2 separate regions of the Gossypium hirsutum genome follow, and region 2 is linked to region 1. A link is a contact called in public Hi-C data. All regions are on one chromosome and are shown on one strand. Each heading gives the region's core, a stretch centred on a gene start, on an enhancer-like site or on the middle of the called end of the contact. The rest is flanking DNA. Distances are from core to core; before and after follow the strand shown. Region 1 holds the start of LOC107933968 (putative disease resistance RPP13-like protein 1). Region 2 holds the start of LOC107933969 (50S ribosomal protein L1, chloroplastic).

What was found. A called contact is a pair of places that touch in the nucleus more often than the background predicts.
Region 2: a Hi-C map of leaf shows a contact between it and region 1, with 5 times the contacts expected there. The contact joins the promoter of LOC107933969 here to the promoter of LOC107933968 in region 1. A contact is called at or near these places in 4 of 34 Hi-C or Micro-C datasets (callus and leaf).

What each region holds. Positions count from the first base shown.
Region 1 is chrA08:107,567,649-107,572,493 of Gossypium_hirsutum_v2.1, reverse strand. LOC107933968 (putative disease resistance RPP13-like protein 1) reads right to left here and starts at 1,950. Exons shown (of 3, transcript XM_016866289.2): 1 at 1-1,950. The coding sequence starts at 1,529. LOC107933956 (a long non-coding RNA gene) reads left to right here and starts at 2,020. Exons shown (of 2, transcript XR_001693770.2): 1 at 2,020-2,720; 2 at 3,011-3,493.
Region 2 is chrA08:107,719,754-107,724,598 of Gossypium_hirsutum_v2.1, reverse strand. LOC107933969 (50S ribosomal protein L1, chloroplastic) reads right to left here and starts at 2,594. Exons shown (of 7, transcript XM_016866290.2): 1 at 2,065-2,594; 2 at 1,427-1,606; 3 at 1,276-1,330; 4 at 823-950; 5 at 563-646; 6 at 1-13. The coding sequence starts at 2,433.

The DNA.
Region 1 (4,845 bases), core at 701-3,200:
ACATATTGAGCTAAATCGTTGATGAGGTCATGCATCATGTAACAAGATTTACTAACACATGATTGTTGAAAAAAGGACCTTGATAATAAATCATGAAAATACTCAGAACCCAAGTCTTCCACTTCCTTCATTCCCTTTGGTTGATGGATAAAACCTTCAGCTATCCATAAATGAACTACTTCATCCTTTTGAAATTCATAGTCCTTGGGGAACAATGAACAGTAAGCAAAACATTGTTTCAAATGAGAAGGAAGATAATAGTAGCTCAACCTCAGGGCTGGTAGAATATCACAATTTTTTTCTGGTAAATCCCATATCTTGCTATTCAGTATATCTTCCCATTCATGATAACCTGTCTTGCAGCGCAATAGGCCTGCAAGGGTTTTCACAGCCAAAGGCAAGCCCTTACACCTTTTCACAATTGCCTCACCAACTACTTTTAAATTTGGATGATTATCAAAATTTGTACTCCCTAAAGCATGTTGTGCGAACAAAGACAAACAATGATCATACGACATTTCTTTCAAATCGTAAGCAGAAACAGTTCCCATCATTGATGCAACTTGTTGATTACGGGTTGTAACTATGATTTTACTTTCTGGAGAACCTGCTTCAAAAGGACTGCGAAGAGCCATCCAGTCGTTATAGTTCTCGTTCCAAACATCATCTAGAACTATCAGAAATCTATTCTTAGACAGCTTCTTCTTCACTTCAACTTGCAGCTCGTTCAAGTCATTCTTATCTGAAGCCATTGAAGTCAATGATTCTAACAACGTTTTCATCACCCTAACAATATCAAATTCCTCAGAAACACAAACCCAAGCTCTCAATTTAAAGAAAGTCTTAACTCTATCATCATTATAAACGAGCTGAGCAAGAGTAGTTTTCCCCAAGCCCCCCATTCCAACTATGGGAATCACACGAACCCCACCCTCACATGATTCTTCCTCCCCGAAAAGACGTTTATTAATAATGAAGTCTTTATCACTCTCCCTGCCAAACACAAGAGATTTATTCACTAAAGAAGTACTGGCAATCCTTCGCTGCCCCCTATTACGGCTACCCCCAATTCTTTCTATCAAACCAAGTTCATCTTTCTGCTTAACAACCTTTTGCATTCTTGCGGTTATCTCCTTTATTTGAGCTGCCAATGAGTATTTAAAAGTAAATTGATCGAAAAAGGAATACATGTATTTTCGTATCTTGCCGATGATTGTTTGACTTTCTTCCTTTGACTTTTGACGCAGAGCCACCGTGGAAAAATCATCAAGCACATCCTCGAGATCGTAGGCCAAGTCTTTGAGTTCGTTAAGCCATATCTTAACGAGACGCTCAGTGAACTGCCTATCCTCTGCATCTTCGAGCACGGCCTGGATCTTGAGGAGAATGGTTTGCCAATTATTGAAATGGTTATGGAGCTTTTCTTTGCTAGCAAACTCCAGCAACATAGGGGAGACCAGTTCCTCGGACAAAGTCTCAAGGAGAGAAGAGATAATGTTCTCAACCACCACAGCGGTTCCACAGTCCATGGAACGGAAGCAGAATCTTTCGATCGGAACACAAAAAGGCGATGATGGTAGTAAAAAATAGAGATGGCCCACAAAATTAGGGACGACTGAGCAGGAGTTAAAGTAGAAAGGGCGAAGAAGGAGGCGTGCTTGCTTTACTTTTAACTCTTTTTGAATATAAAGGAAGCTCAAGTTTTAGTGGGTGTACGAAAAGCCACTTTTTATATATATATATATATATACAAGTACTGTAGGCTGTATGAATTAACCAAGGATTGAGTTAAACAGCCATGGTTGCCGCTCACTGGAAATGAAATCTCTGTGTTTCGCCTTCATAATAAAGTTATGATAGGTGTTGAATAAATTGAGGAATCATCTGCTTCGTTCTCAAAGTCAATACAACTGATGGATAAGTTTTTAGTACAAAAATTAGGTTTTGGCAAATCTAAATGTTAAATAAAAATTATAAGGATAATTTAAGCTTCTTGTCGGAAAGCAGAAAGGAATCTCAAAGTTTTTTTTTTTTTTTTGTAAAAAAAACATAACTAAACAAAATACCTAAGCTACCCCGCGGTTCCAATAGTTTCCTAAAGGAATCTAAATTTAATTTAAGGTAAACTAGTCAATCTGTATGATGCTTTTCATTTTGTTGATAAAAGAAATTTTTGTAATTTCGTTATTTACATTTTAGAGTAATTTTATTTTAATCTTTTTTTTTTTGAAAAAGAGTCTGTTTATTACTTAGGTTTGAAAAACTAACTAGAGAAGTCCATTGCAGTCTCAAAACAAAATATAAAAAAACCAAAAACGGGAAATAACAAAAAGAGAGAAAAACTAAAAAAGGCATGGTCTTCTCCATCCAGCAATCTTTCAGACTCTTTGCGTGTCTACAATCCCTAAAAATAAACGGCTAAATCTTCCAAATTCCGACAATGAATCGCCCAGAAAAAAAAGCTGTTGAGACAAGCAACCATATTTCGAAGTTTTTCAACTCAATCGATATCACAGAGAAGAAATTATGGAGGTCGACTGAACCAACGATTAGAATCGACCACTTCTAAAGCTTTTAATGGCGCATCTTCAACCCAGAACGAATCTCCTTCAGTTCGTAAAGCTTCAACAGCCATTGTATGCACTGCTCTATTCCCTTCTCACGCAATGAATTGAAATCGACAGAAATGGAATTTCCTCGCCAGATTCTTCGCGTCCCAGGTAAATGGTTTGGATTTCGAGTAATCCTCGCTCGTTTGTTGAATATTTTGAACAACCAGTCTTAAATCACTCTCAAGAATAGCATCTGTGAATCCCAAATCCAGTTCAAATTAGAGCATATGTAGAACAACAAACGCTTCAGCAATCACCATTGAACGAACCAAGTTATGACCTTTAAACCCCGACCCTATTATAAAACCTTTTTCTTTTCTAATAAGGAAACATGAAACTGCACGTTTTTTGGCAACAGAAAGTCCCGCATCTACATTAATTTTCACCCACCATTGCAGAAGGGGCATCCATTTTACCATGGATCGCGGCTGAGGATGCTTCAAATTCAAAGCGCTACCTTGATACTCCAAACCAAAACCCCTAATGAAGGTAACAATCTCCTTCGAACTTTGCATCTTTTTCTCATGTACAAATTTGTTTTGAGAGAACCAAAGTGCCCAAATTGTTATGGCAATCACATCTTTTCTTGTTACTAGCTGAATTCTTCAAAAGCCAATTCAACCACTCATTAAAATTCAAATTTGCCATTGAACTCGGCCACTGAACATCTAACTTGGACCAAACTTGTGCAACAGACAAGCAATCCTGAACAGCATGAGTAGATGATTTGCACAACTGTCGGCAACGCGAATATTTGTTATCAGTGATCAATGCAACGCGAATATTTGTTATCTGTGATCAATCTCCTAAAATGTAAGTTCTGATAAGTAGGTACATAATTTTTCACAAATTTCCAGAATAAAATGCAAACTTTTGAAGGACACTTTAAGCTCCTTATCTACTTGAAAAGCTTTTGCTCATTTAAGTTCACATTAGGGGGATCCAAAAGCATTTTCTAGTCGTTTTTCACAGAATAGATGCCTGAGTTTTCGCTAAACCAAACTACTTTATCAGATTGATTAGTAATAGGAATAGGAAGACTCACCATCTGATCTGTTTCTTCCATCGTGAAGGTCAAGTAAATGAGATCTCTATTCCATTGATTAGGATTTTACAAAATTAAATCAACCATCCAATCCATACTAGCCACCCTATCTGTAGAAAAGAAGTCGTTGAGCGTTTCCTGGCAACCAATAATCTTTGCCATATTGACATCGATGTTCCAGATCCAATCCTCCATTTCAAACTATAACCTAAAAGTCCTTTGGTACACCTAATACTTTTCCAAACGAGCGATGGATTCGCCCCTAAAGAAGCCTCCGTAAAATTTGAACCGTTAAAGTACTTCGCTCTAAGCAAACGCGCTATTAGCGAACTTGGGTTTTCCATAATACGCCATCCCTGCTTCGCTAGGAGTGCAATATTGAACTTCGCCAAATATCGAAACCCTTTCCCTCCCTCCTCTTTTGGCACTAACAACTCCTTCTACGAACACCAATGAAGAACTTTTCTTCCAGCTTTCTTTTACCACCAGAATCGGGCTATGACCACTTCCAAATCTTTGCAACCAGATGACGGTAACAAAAAACAATTCCTAGCATACAAAGGAATAGCCTGGAGCACAGCTCTAATAAGAACTTCCCGCCCCCCATAGAAAGTAATTTCGAGCTCTAACTGGATATTCTCTTGACTAACTTCTTTTTAAGCTCCTTAAAAGCCCTCTTCTTGTTGCGCCCCACTATTGAAGGAAGACCAAGGTATTTTTCCATATTAATGCTCCAATTAACCCCCAAAACATGACACACCTCCTCTCTTCTAATCTAATTAACATTGGAGCTGAAGAAAATCCCCGACTTATCAAAATCGACTTCTTGGCCTGAACACTGAGCATAAACCTCTAAATTATCTTTGATTACTTTAGCCCCATCAACTGTTGCATCTCTAAAAATAAGGCTATTATCGGTAAAAAATAAATGGGTGACTCGTGGAGCTTGCCTATTTACCCGAAAGCCATTAAGAACTCCCCTTGAAGCTACCATTCTAAGAAGAGACGACAAACCTTCTTCGCATATAAATAATAAATAAGGACTAATAGGGTCCCCTTGACGAAGACCTCTTGACGAGATAAAAAAATTACCCACTTCCCCATTCATAACCACATAATAAAAGACCGATGCCACACAATGCATGACTTTCTTAATCCACAAATCCGAGAACCCCATCCTTTGAAGCA
Region 2 (4,845 bases), core at 1,345-3,844, 150 kb before region 1:
ACTCTTCTATAGCCTGAAAAAGAAAATGATTCAACGAACAATATAAGCTCCATTACCATTGCTGGCCACACCATGCATCATTCAGTTGCAAATTCATTTTTAATGTAAAAAGATCCCTAAGCATATTGTCAAATGCGGCAGTTCTACCCTTCTCTCCTCCATCATTTCCGTACTCCATTTGTGTTATTATTACGCATGAGAGATATATGAATTGGCTAATAACCGCCCCAAATACATGAATTGGAAGACTCTTGCTTCCCAATTTCACTCATCTTGTAATTCATACTGTGTCAAAAGGACATACTGATACGGATGCAAAGAAAAAATAAGCCATGATTCACATAGATGTAGGCATGCAATATGCAATGAATGCCAATTTATGATCCACAGACAAGCATTTCTTATGTGTGTAAATATTTACAAGCATAGAATCAGTTTACAGGCATAAATCTGCATAAATAAGATTCTTATATAGGCATAAAAAAGGAGCAAAGATCAACAAGAATCAATAGACTTGATTGAAAAAGAAAAACCTCATCAAAACATAACAATCAGATCTTACCTGAGGTATATTAGGTGTGACGGTACCAGCTTTAGGATTTGGCATGAGCCCTCGTGGTCCTAGAATCTTTCCAAGGCCTGCAACCTAGTTTAGAAGTAGGAAGATGTTAAAATAAAACCGATAATGAAAATTATCGTCATCTCTACCAAAAAGGAAAAAACCGTGAAACCAATCATATTGCTCACAACTGGAATTTGGTAAACAGAGTAACAAAATACACGATATATCTCATTAATTGAAATAAGAGCAGTAAGCTACACCTTAACCATCATATCTGGGGAGGCAATTAATTTGTCAAAGTCCATGAATCCTCCCTTTATTTGTTCAATCAAGTCCTCACCACCGACAATATCTGCTCCAGCATTTTTTGCTTCATCAAACTTTTCACCTGCAAACATATAATATTTAGAAAGTAAAAACCAAGAAAAACGCAATTAGTTGTGTTAACATAGCCTCAGAAAAGAAAATTTTATCCTAATAGCGTTTTGATTAAGATCTTTAACTAGTATCACTCACCTAGAGTACATCATTTTAGAATGATTGCCAGCCACTAAGAAAATTTTAGATTTAGCAGTTCAGAACCTACTCAATCTATTACATGAATTGTAATTATCAATTATGTTTCTTTCGTCTCTAAATTTTAAGCTAGAGTTTCCAGACACACAAGCAAGTTACAACAAAAAGATCAGCATATGTCAAAGCACCATAACTACCTTGAGTAAGAACGGCAACCTTAACCTTTTGACCAGTTCCCTTAGGCAAATTCACCTGTAAGACAAAAGAAAAGTAAGATATTAGGCGTAACATCAACGGTGGGGGAGATCCTATTATGATATTATCATGTGAAAAGCCTGGAAAACTTACAGTTGCTCTCAGCTGTTGATCATTATACTTGGGATCGATGTTAAGGCGGAAATGGGCTTCAGCTGTCTCTACAAACTTTGTACTCGACATTTCCTTTAACAAAGATATTGCTGTCTTTAGATCATACTCCTTTTTGGTTTCCCTTAATTTTTGAATCTCCAAGAATCTCTTTGATCTCGTCTGCAGTTTGAACAGGAACAAGAAGTTGGAATTAAATAACTGAACCAAGTAAACATCACAATCATATGTAATTAGCCCTACATATTAACAAAATAATGTACAAATGAAACATAAGTAACCATTTCAGATAGAAAATTGTTTCTTAAAATCAAAATTCTAAAATAAAAATCTTAAACCAAATTTCAAAGAAACTCAAATATGATCCTCAAAAACCAAAGCTTTCAGACAACACTATGAATACTGTTTTCACTAAGCTAGCAAAACCCATAAAGAAAATGATCTATAATAGTGAAATCTGACCCTGAAAAAACAAAACTTTTAGACTAACACTACAAGTTCTGTTTTATCTAAGCTATAAGCAAAACCCACGATGAAAATTATCTAACATACACCAAAAACTGTAACATCATTAAGAAAGAAAAGAAAGATAAAAATGCGAAATTCTAACATCCACATACTCTGTCTCTCTTAAGAGGCAACGCAGCCTTTCCTTTCTTGGGCTTGGGTGGAGCAGTAGCAATAGCGGTAGCGGTGCCACCCTCAGCTGCCACTCCATCATTTTCGTCCGTAGCCTCAGCCACCTCAGCCTCCGCAGCCACGGCAGCCATGACATGGTGCTTGGAATCTCTCTGGGGGTATAGATTAGCCCATTTGATGCCGGATTTTCCGTCTATAGAAGTCTTGAGAGCAAGTGGGTTAATAGAAAAGGTAGGCTTGTTGGACTTGAAGGATAGAACGGAAGGAGTGAGGGCTTGGGAGTGTACAGTGGATGCGGCAGCGTATGTTATCATCAACGATGATGAAGGTGTGGTGGTACAAGTAGCCATTGGCGCTGTTTCCTGTGAGAGCTTTTTTCTTTTACGATGTCTTGGGCTATCTATCTATCTATCTATCCATATTGAAAACAGAAGAGGATAGGAGATGTTTTTAAGGTCCAGTGAAGTTTCTCGATTATAGACCATAATAGCTGAATGCAAGTGCCATTTCCTTATTTATTTTGTGTGAAAAAATAAAAGGGTAAACTATCGATTAGTCACTTAATTATAATTAAATTTTTATTTTATTCACTTAACTAAAATTTGGTACACTTTAGTTTTCCAAATTTTTCTTTTCACCCAATAATTAAGTAGCTAGTGGTGGCACTTTTTAGTTGATATAATAATTTTAGTCCTCAATATTTATACTTTCTATCAATTGACCCTATTTCTATATAAAATGATAAAAAAATGATTTTTTTTAATTTAGAAAATTCTAAAAATATCTAAAAATAAACAGAAAATTCAAAAAATAGATAAATGAGAGAAAATGAAAGAAAATTTATTTTCATAATAAGAGAAAAAGAAAAAGATTCGGAATATAATTTATTTTTACAATTTGGGTTTTGAAAAATAATTTAAATGAATTGAAATTGAAAAAAAAAAGGATTTTTTGTGGTATATTTTGTATTTTGTAACTAAAAAATGTATCAAAGTCAATTTCACAAACCTCTATTAATTTGAGTTTTGAAAGAAGTTCTTCAATAGTATGAAACTCGACTTAAAGATATTACTAATTTAAATCTATCTTGTTTTTAATTTACTATTGGATTCTATTAAATGATCATTTTTATTGAATAATCTTTAAGTTTTATTGTAATAGAATCTTGAGTTTTCTTGTATGAATGTTAGCTTTTAATAATATTTAAGTTTTATACTTCACTAATATTATGTTAAAATTGATCTATTTTTTAGTTGTTTTCATGATTTGATAGCAGCACTGAAGGATTGTTGTTATAATAACCTAGCAATAACCTAAAATTTTTATAATTTTTATTTTTTGAAAAAAATTGAGTTTTTTTTATTTTTATATAAAATTAATGTTAAATTGATAGAAAGTAAAAAAATCGAAAATTAAAATTATCATTATACCAATATCATCATTCCAATATATTAATAATCAAATTGTAACTTTTAAGTTAAGTGGTCAAAAAGAGAATTTCTCTCTAATTGAATGGCTAATAGTGTAATTTACCCAAAAAATAAATAGATATTTTAGTAATAGACAATTAGTAAATTCTTGCTTGGCCTCGCAATTATTTATAATTTTGTAGTATTTTTTTTAAAACTCTAAAAAATTGTATATTTTTAAAAATATATAAAATATATTATTTTTAATTGTAAAATATATTTAAAATATAAAATGACTAGTTGGTTTGGTATATAGCTTGAACAAGAGATTGATCCCATTGATAAAGTCTTTATTTTTTAAAAAGAAAAACTATATGCTTAATTTAGGTTAGAGCATAATTTCATAATATCAATTAATTTTTAAAATCAAATTTTATTAAAAAATAGTATTTTGTACTTAATCAAGTGGTTCCTGGCCAATAATTAATAATAATAATAAACTTTAGTCGAGTGGTTGAAATTTAAAAAAAAAAACTGAATCAATCAAGTTAGATGAAATTATAAGGTGATTACAATTTCGATTTGGATTTAGTTTGTAGTAAATTATGATTATTACGTAAAATTTTAGGTTTATTTAAATAAAAAAAGTGAATCGGATATAAAAGATAATTAAATCCAAAAAAATTTACACAATAGTTTTAAAAATTACAATAAATTTCATATAATATTTTCAAATTATTTTTATTAATTTAAATATATTATAAAATTTAAAAGTAAATATAAACCATGAAACAATAATTTAATTTAAGAAAAATTAAACCAAAATCAAAGAAAAATATAATAATTTATTTTTTTCTTGATATTAAATATCATCATTTTTTGATAATTTATACTAAATTACATTTCCTAATAAGACTTTAACATTATTGAAAAAAAGGCTAAAGTTTTGGATGATTCAATATTCAAGTTTAAATTTCATGATTAACATATTAAAATATTATTGCAAAATTTATAATATTAATTACTATAAATTAAAAATATTATGTAATTTCACAAAACATTATCCACAAAACAACTAAGATTTCAGCCATGGATTTGAAGTAGAAGTAGAAGTTATGGTTTAAAGAGAGCAGGGCGTCTAGATCAGGTGGGCCCAATAACATCGTGACTTTGTGCAAATGCTCGTGCTACCACGTGTCATCTCCTTGTCCTTATCGGCAGCCAATAATCGCTGCGTTTTATTTACTTTTTCCATTCCGCGTCAATTCCAACGAAAGAAGCAACATTTTGGCTTCATTTGTTTAAAATATTTTCTTTTGTTTTGTATATTTTAAAATATTTAATAAATATTGT